2 separate regions of the Oryctolagus cuniculus genome follow, and region 2 is linked to region 1. Evidence: chromatin contacts called from public Hi-C data. All regions are on one chromosome and are shown on one strand. Each heading gives the region's core, a stretch centred on a gene start, on an enhancer-like site or on the middle of the called end of the contact. The rest is flanking DNA. Distances are from core to core; before and after follow the strand shown.

Evidence for each region. Hi-C and Micro-C count contacts between places; a contact is called where the count stands out from the background.
Region 2: a Hi-C map of an unstated tissue shows a contact between it and region 1, with 4 times the contacts expected there. The contact joins two enhancer-like sites. A contact is called at or near these places in 4 of 6 Hi-C or Micro-C datasets (ear pinna, embryonic fibroblasts, skin fibroblasts and 1 more).

The regions. Positions count from the first base shown.
Region 1 is chr3:40,286,159-40,289,911 of mOryCun1.1, reverse strand. No RefSeq gene overlaps it. Among named protein-coding and RNA genes, the nearest start is that of C3H2orf69, 63 kb to the right of the region's middle. Within about 2 kb of position 1,966, at least 3 of the 8 cell types and tissues checked have an H3K27ac peak or open chromatin away from gene starts, as enhancers often do.
Region 2 is chr3:41,916,467-41,920,509 of mOryCun1.1, reverse strand. No RefSeq gene overlaps it. Among named protein-coding and RNA genes, the nearest start is that of PLCL1, 560 kb to the left of the region's middle. Within about 2 kb of position 1,324, at least 1 of the 8 cell types and tissues checked has an H3K27ac peak or open chromatin away from gene starts, as enhancers often do.

The sequences.
Region 1 (3,753 bases), core at 717-3,216:
GATCCATGGCGGTATCCTGGAATTGTGCACAGCAGCTACGGCAGCCCAAGAGCAAGGGAGAATCTGGAAGAAGGAAAGTGTTCCACAGACCTGGCCTTGCAGAGTTCCAGAAGCACTGTCTCAGCCACACTCTGCAGCCTCCACTTTGGTTGTCAGTTGTTCCTACCACCGCTTCCAAGAGGAGCTGTTTTTGCTCTGTTCTCACCAATGTCTTCTTCCGGCTTCTGAAACATTTAGTAAACATGCAGCCAGAGTCCCAGTCTATAGAATGACATGACTTTTCTAGAATGCAAGAGAAAAAAAATCATTAATTGTCTCTGTATTTCATTCATGCTTTCATGTTCATTAGCCATAAGCATCATAACTTTGGAACCCAGGCAGCCATATGAAGAGATCGCTATTTCAATCACAGGAAACACCTACAGAATAAAATCCTCAGACAGACTCAATCTGGAAACCAAGTGTATGTGGCCACGCACACGTGAACATGTGAACATAGTAAGCACTGGAAAATCCCTGGCAAGTTACCGCCTGTACCCAATCACCTAAGTGAACCATCTTCATTCAAGTACGCTGTTCCATTTTAAGCATGTTCTTCCTCAGTTTCTCCCCGTTTCCAGGTGTTAAACTTTAAACCACACTTAATGAGGAAAGGAAAACAAGGGGGATGACGATGATTACTTAATATTAAAAATATTCTTAGGGAAAATATCTTATTATCTCCAGAGGCCAGGCCATGCCAAGGAAATCACAGGCACAAATAAAAGAGCCCCATGTGGGTGTTTAAATGACTATGGTTTGGCTAAGTTCCCCCTCTGTACTTTAACCTTCTATATCAGTGTAACATCTTTGCACAGGCCTCTGTGCCTCGAACTGAAAGATGGCACACACTATGGTATGGTTCTCAGTATGGCCCAAAACATGACTGATTCTTTTGTTCAAAATGAATTCATTGAACACGTTTTGGAGGTTGTTTTTGCCTCCTTTTCGAACTCTCAAACAGCATTTGTCGACTCATCCATCTGTCTATACCTCCAAGGACAGCGCGACCTAAGGAACGGAAACACCTCAAAATACTACGACAATGATTCCTTTCTAAGATCGGGTCATCATAATTTTGGACTCTTTAAAATCGCATAACTAAAACTGAGTGTGGCCTTCATGGGTTCACTCAGCAAACATTTGAGGAGGGATAATTCTGTGTTGGCAAACGTTCTCCATGTGGGGGATACTGCAGGGAAAGGTGTCCAAATAGGAGACAGTCTTTAGACTTAAAGACTTTAAGCAGAGAGAGCTCTGGTGCAAATAATGATGCTGTTGGTGAACTGAGCCACTGGCTTCTGTTCCCTGGGCCTCTCTGCCGGCCCAATCATTTGAACCTACAGCGAGTGCAGGGCCTCCTGGCCGGTTTCGGTTTGCACATTCAGGCAAGTTTGCACATTGTGGCCATCATGTCATCATTGAGAAGCCATATCAACGCAACCATTAGGTTCTTCTAGACATTAATAACGCTGTTGTAATAAAGCAGCTCAGACCGCTCTCGTTTCTATGTAAACAAAAAATTGCTTTACACAAGGGGTGTGGGCGTCTTCTGGTTTTCATTTGTTTTCAGTGTGTTTATGTAGCTTAATTGTCTCATCAGGCACTTTCCCAACATAATTATGCTTTTTAACAAATGGTGTTTATGGCAACCCCTAACAGTGCAAAAGAAAGGATTAGTTTCATCCTCTCGTTCCACATTCTGATTCCCTGTGGACAGCTAAATCACGCAAAGATGGTGTTAGGAAAATCTACCTTCACAGCAAATGCTGAAATGCACGGGAGTACCATCTGAGAAAGTGACCAAACGCAAGCCCCAGCCCCGTAACACTGGTTTCGGACAGGGAGCCCCAGTCCGCCTATCCCTGCTACCACCTTCTGAAGACTTCCGGTGCTCTCTAGCAAATCACAGCCCAGGAGGAACGCGCAGGGCCAGTGCGCAGCAAGGCGGCTCGCCACGGCTGGGCCACATCACCTGCTTCCCTGCCTCGGGCGCACGCACCCCGGGAGCACAGGCTCGCGGGAGGCGGGGATGCGTGCTCGCCACCAGCGTCCGCCGCCCGAACCCTCGGCCACTCGCGTCTCCCTCGTGGTGCGAAGTATCCCAGGGCCACGTGGACCCACGGCTAACCCCCGAGGCCCGCGGGGGCGAGCGGCGGCGGGTGGCGGGCGTGCGGGGCGAGCGCCAGAGGTACGGGCTCCGCGGCCTGCGAGCGAGGAGCGGCCGCCGGCAGCGCTGTCCCCCGTCGGGCTTTCGAGCCAAAGGCAGCGCCTGCTGGCCCGCACTTTGGAAAAGACACCGACCCGCGCGCGCGCCGAGGGGAAGCGGGACGGAGCGCGAGGCCGCCGAGCCGGAGTCGCCGCGCGGCAGCGGCGCGCAGCCCCCGCACGCAGCCCACGGCCGACTCCGCCTCCCGGGCGCGCTGGGGCGCGTCCAGCCCCGCGGCCTGGGCTCCTGACCCGGCGCCCCGGGCGCTGCCTGGTTGGCACAGTCGCCTTTTGCATGTTCTTCTCGAGCCTGGAACTCGGGGCAATTCTATCGTAAATGACTGGCTTTTAAAAAAAGCACCAGGATCTAATGATAGGGCTTCTACCCATTGATCGTACACCAACCAGCAGGGGGCTCTTCGCCGGTGCCGCTGGGAGGGACGCGCGCGCACACCCCTTTCCAGTAAATTCCCTGCTGAAACGCAGCTCGCCGGTGCTGAGACTAGGATGTGGACCTACCCCAGGACAAAAGCAGGGTTCGGGCAGAGCGGCTGAGAGCACTTATGAGGGTGTGAGCCAGGCCCACGCACTTCCTTTCTTTCTAGGCCGGTCAACCTTCAGAGTGCGTTTCTCTTCCAAAAAGCAATGCCTGTTTTTCTTGGCGTTTTTGTTTTTGTTTTTCTTCTTTTTTTTTTTAATGTAGCAAGGATTAAATGTCATCCATTCTGATCCAAAAGTGAAATAATCACTAAATAACTACTTTGACAGAATAAATTAATTTTTAAATCTTTTTTTTTAATTTTCTAATTATAATTTTTAAACACAGCTTTGAGGAAATTAACATTTATGTGGACATTTGGTTTCTAGCCTAATGTGGCATAAAAATAAGTAACATAATGAGTGTTAAAAAAAATCAGGTTCATGATGCTTCTCACATCATCATCATTGTACTTAGATGTCACAACAGTATTATGTGCGATTATGTCAGATCCAGCCTTCTCCATCTCCGAGTGTTGGCAGGTAGGAGGGTTGTTGGCAAGAGGAGGGGTGTTAACCTCAGGATCCTGGATCCGTTCCAAGGCTGGTAATTACATTCTGCCAGCCAAAATTCATCCCATAATTTTAATTGGATAAATCCTTTCTGGCCTAAGCTACTGCTATGCCTGTCAAACTGTTGCCACATTTCACCCCAGAGGTGTCTGTGTTTTAGTTGCAAGAATCAGTCCCTTTGAGGTTGGCTTATCAGTTTAAATCCTCAAAGTGCTTTGGGATCCTGTGCAATAAAGAATATATTTAGGCATTTTTTAATGCTAAATCCACATAGAAATGCATCAAATAGATAAATACCCATGTTGCTGCCTAAAGTCCCAAACCCTTCCAATGTCAGCATTCACCAGATCATCTTCAGAGCTTTTTAACCAGATTCACCTTTCTCCCTCTTTGCTTAGGAGTTTTTACTGCCTTTAGCGTTAGCTTCCAAAAGGACTGCGAAGTCCAAAGGTTCTT
Region 2 (4,043 bases), core at 75-2,574, 1.6 Mb before region 1:
AAAAAGAGGATATAAAACATAGCTGAAGCAATGAGGACTTTGCTTCAAGCTGAGGAAGAGCTAAGACATTTTTGCCCTGTAAACATTTGGCTTGTATTTGAGTGTATTAGTTTGCTAAGGTTGCCCTAACAAAACCACAGATTGGGTAACCTACACATCAGATTTTCTTGCAGTTCTGGAGGCTGAGTGTCTGAGAGCAAGGTGTCAGCAGGGCTGGTTTCTCCCAAGGCCTCTCTCATTGGCTTGCAGATGGTGGGCCAGCTCCTAGATGTGTCTTCACTGGTCTTTCCTCTGTGATACACACTCTTGGTCCGAAGTTCTTCCTCTTATCAGGATATCAGACAGATTGGATTAGGACCCATGGAAAGGCCTCATTTTAACTTGATCTCATCTTTAAAGGCCCCATCTCCAAATAAAGTCACATTCTGAGGCACATGTGTTACACCATCTGCCTATGGGTCGTGGAGAACACAACTCGGCAACTAACATCTTAGTGCTTGTTTGTGCAAGTTTGCTATGGAGGGGTAATGGTCTCCCTTCTGCCTGAATGTGTTTATAGACCAGCTTCCAATGAAGCAACCACCAGGCCGCACACACATCAGACACTCAGTATGCATTTGTTGAATGAGTGAATTTCTGCCTTGAAAGGCTGCACATTTCTGTCTGCTTAGGCTTGCCTGAAATCTTCAATTGCGTGACAGGTAGTAATTAACTGCTGAAAGAAAGGCATAAATACTTCCTTTTAAACATTGACATTATGTCCATCTGGTGAAAGAAAAGGATAGAGGCAAATAAAGAGAGTTCAGGAAATGCTAAAATTTCTTTGAAATAATTTCATTGAAAATTAACAAGTTGATTATTGTGAAAACAGATTCCAATTTACACATAATAGCCAATCATCTAGCTTTCCTGGCCTTTGATGAAACCCTTCCTACCTAGAGTGATCTGCGTTTTACCCCACCATAATGGTTATGGAGGGCTTCTTAGGTTAATTTGCCTTTCAGACTTCAACCGCTTGAAGATAATACGTTTAACTCAATTATAAGCAGGCATCTTGTTCACTGTGTGATTTCTTCTGGCCCCGCAGGCCCACCTCGATGCTTCTCCTGCTGTGCCCATCCCTCATTTCGGGAGCAATAACTGAGTTCTTTATAACTGGACAACCTGCCTAGGAGCTCCAGAGCTTGCGTGAGAGGTGAGTAGGGGCAGTCAGACACCAGGGACTCCTGTTCTGAGGAGTTGCTCTGCTGTGTCAGGAAGACTTTCTGGCTGCATGGAGACTGTGAGGTCTCTCTCATGGGCCAGCTGTAAGTGGCTGTTCTCCTGGGGCAGCTTCCAAGGACACTGGCACTGGGCAGCAGGCATGGGGCTCAGCTTGTCTAAGCTCCAAGGGCCTGGCTGGAGGCCCGGGGGTGGGGGGGTGGGGTGGGGGTGGAGAGAAGGACTGTCACTTCCGTCTCTACTATTACAGTGGTCCCTGCCTTGGAATATGTTTTTGTCTCTCTAAAGAGCTGGTGGATTGCCTATTGATTTTCTAACTCTTATATTTTTCACCAAGGGTATAGGCTAAAAGATTAGGCATTGAGTTGCCTTTAGATTTAAAAGGAACACTTTGTCCTGATGCCCCATCTTCAACTTTCTCCTAACCTTTCAAAAAAGATTGTTTCTTCCTCTTGTGTCTGGACTTCCCTTTTTCAGGCTACTGTGATAAAGTTCTTGATACTTTCTTTGTCAAAAGACTTTTTAAAAAATCCTTTATGTTGGCAGGGAATTAACTCATGAATAAATGGATAATAATAACGGCTGACATTTTTGGAGTGCTGACTATTTGGCAGGCACTGAGCTAAGGGATTTGCTTGCATTATCTCACTTGATCTTCTCAACAGCTTTATGATAAAGCCCACTTTACAAAGGAAGAAACTAAACCAGAGAGACAGAGAGAGAGAGAGAGAGAGAGAGAGAGAGAGTTAAGTAGCTTGCCCTAGGTCACAGAATTAGGAAGTAAAAGTATTTGACTCTCAAAGTACAGAGAAAGAAATTGGGTTCAGAGAAACACAAAGCACAAAGGTACAAGGTCAAAGAGGAGCCGGTGTTTATTACTTTCACTTGACAAAAGTATGTTAATAGCCTAATGCCCTGAGGGTAGCAGGAGGGGCTGAAGCTACCAACCTTGCCTGGTAGGAAATTCTGAGCCTAGTTCCGTGGTCCCCAGACCCTGCTGCACACTGGACCACTCCGAGGATCCGTCAATCCGTGTCTGTGTGTGTTAATGTCGGCCAGACCCGTGGAGGTTTGTACTTAGATACAGTTGTTCACATCGGTAGCGCAAGTCTGGGACGCCCCGGTGAGAGAGCAGAGCTGTGGTCTTCTGAATGTGAGCTGGAGACTGGCCCCTGTGGCTGAGATGCGATCGCCACGGGGATTTGCATGCTCCCTTTGCCATGTAAGGTCACCAGGGACCCTCCCATCTGTTTTGTCGCCTCACTTAGGTCTGGGCAACACTGTACTTTGGTTCACAGGGCCCAGGGAACGACTGGTGTTGAGGCTCCTTTTCTTCTGGGGCAGGCTGAGTGCCCCACTGCAGTTTACCTGGGTGTCTGAGGCCCCGCCTCCTCTGCCCCTGTTCCCTCACCGCCCTGCTCTGCTCCGTCCCTGGGCAAGCTTTTGTTCTCCTATTTTCACTTGTTTCTTTTTCTGCTCCCTTAAATTTTCTCCCATTTGCTGCTCTTCATCTGTCATTCATCTATCTCCCTGATTAAAATTTGACAAGCTTAGTCCTTAAAAATAAAAACAACTTTAAAAAAAAAAACAAAAAACAAAAGCCCACAAGTCATTTGTGCACTCATTTGATTAGGAAATTTACACCCATTCTGTCCTGCTCCTCTTTATAAAATTGTATTCCCTTCACTTGCGAAATTTCCTGTGCCCTGGTTGGGACCTGCTCACCTAATTATTTTTTAACCAGTACCTGTGGATGACCTAGTCTGCCCAAAGCACTGGCATTCCTCTTTCCATGGTAGCTTTTAAATCTCTACAAAGATACAGAATCCCTCTTGTGTGTTACCATTACTCCATTTGGTGTTTAACTGTACTAAACATATTGAAAGGGCAAAAGAGACATTACTATTTTGGTTATTTATCTGTTGCCGAATGTACATGAAAAGATGTAGCATTGCTGTCAGTGTTCAACAGCAGATAGTATTTCATGGCTAAAGAGACTTTCAAAGCAATTATGGCAATTCATTTGCATTTTACTAATTGTTGAATTTTTACTAATTTGGACAACGTTGGAAAAATATAATGGGGATTAAAAAGGGGAACTGTGAGGACATAGTTAGGGAATCAGAAATGCTAGGAGTCCTGGGAGAGTGCAGAATTAAATATGAGATGTCTTCCAAATAAAGGTCACCGATGGACCTGGAGAGACCAAACACAACAAAGGGACAGAGACACATTCATAGAACTATGGGTGGAGAAGCAATCCTTAGGACAAATCAGGTAGGTCACAACAGGTTTGGATTAAGATAAAATACCAGAAATTAAAGGTAAGAAAGGAGCCGGAAACTGTCAGAGGTTTCTCCTTAAAAAGTATATCAGCCAAAGGAAGAGAAACACAAGATTTAAGATGTCCCAATCGTAATTATGAAGGCAAAACATCACATTTATTAATAACAACTGTATCTGAACTCTCGGCTGAAGATTACTCATTCTTCAAATAATCAACTTTTCGGCAGTTTGATAAAAATAGAATGTAGGAATCACTTTATTTGTAGAGCCAGAAGATGGCACTATTGTCAATGTTTGTAGGAAACAACGCTGTGGGTCTTGTTTATCAAGCTGGTTTCTCTACTATTCAGTCCAACAAAATGTACTTAAAGGAGGATTATGTGTAGATTTTTGTTTTATGAGTTTTCTGTAAAATGCAACAAAGTATTCCAAACCAATTTGAAACTCAAGAGTGATAATAATACATAAGGTATTTTAGATCTATGTACCTGAACTTATCTAGCATTGTTACATCTTTACATTGACAATCTATTTTA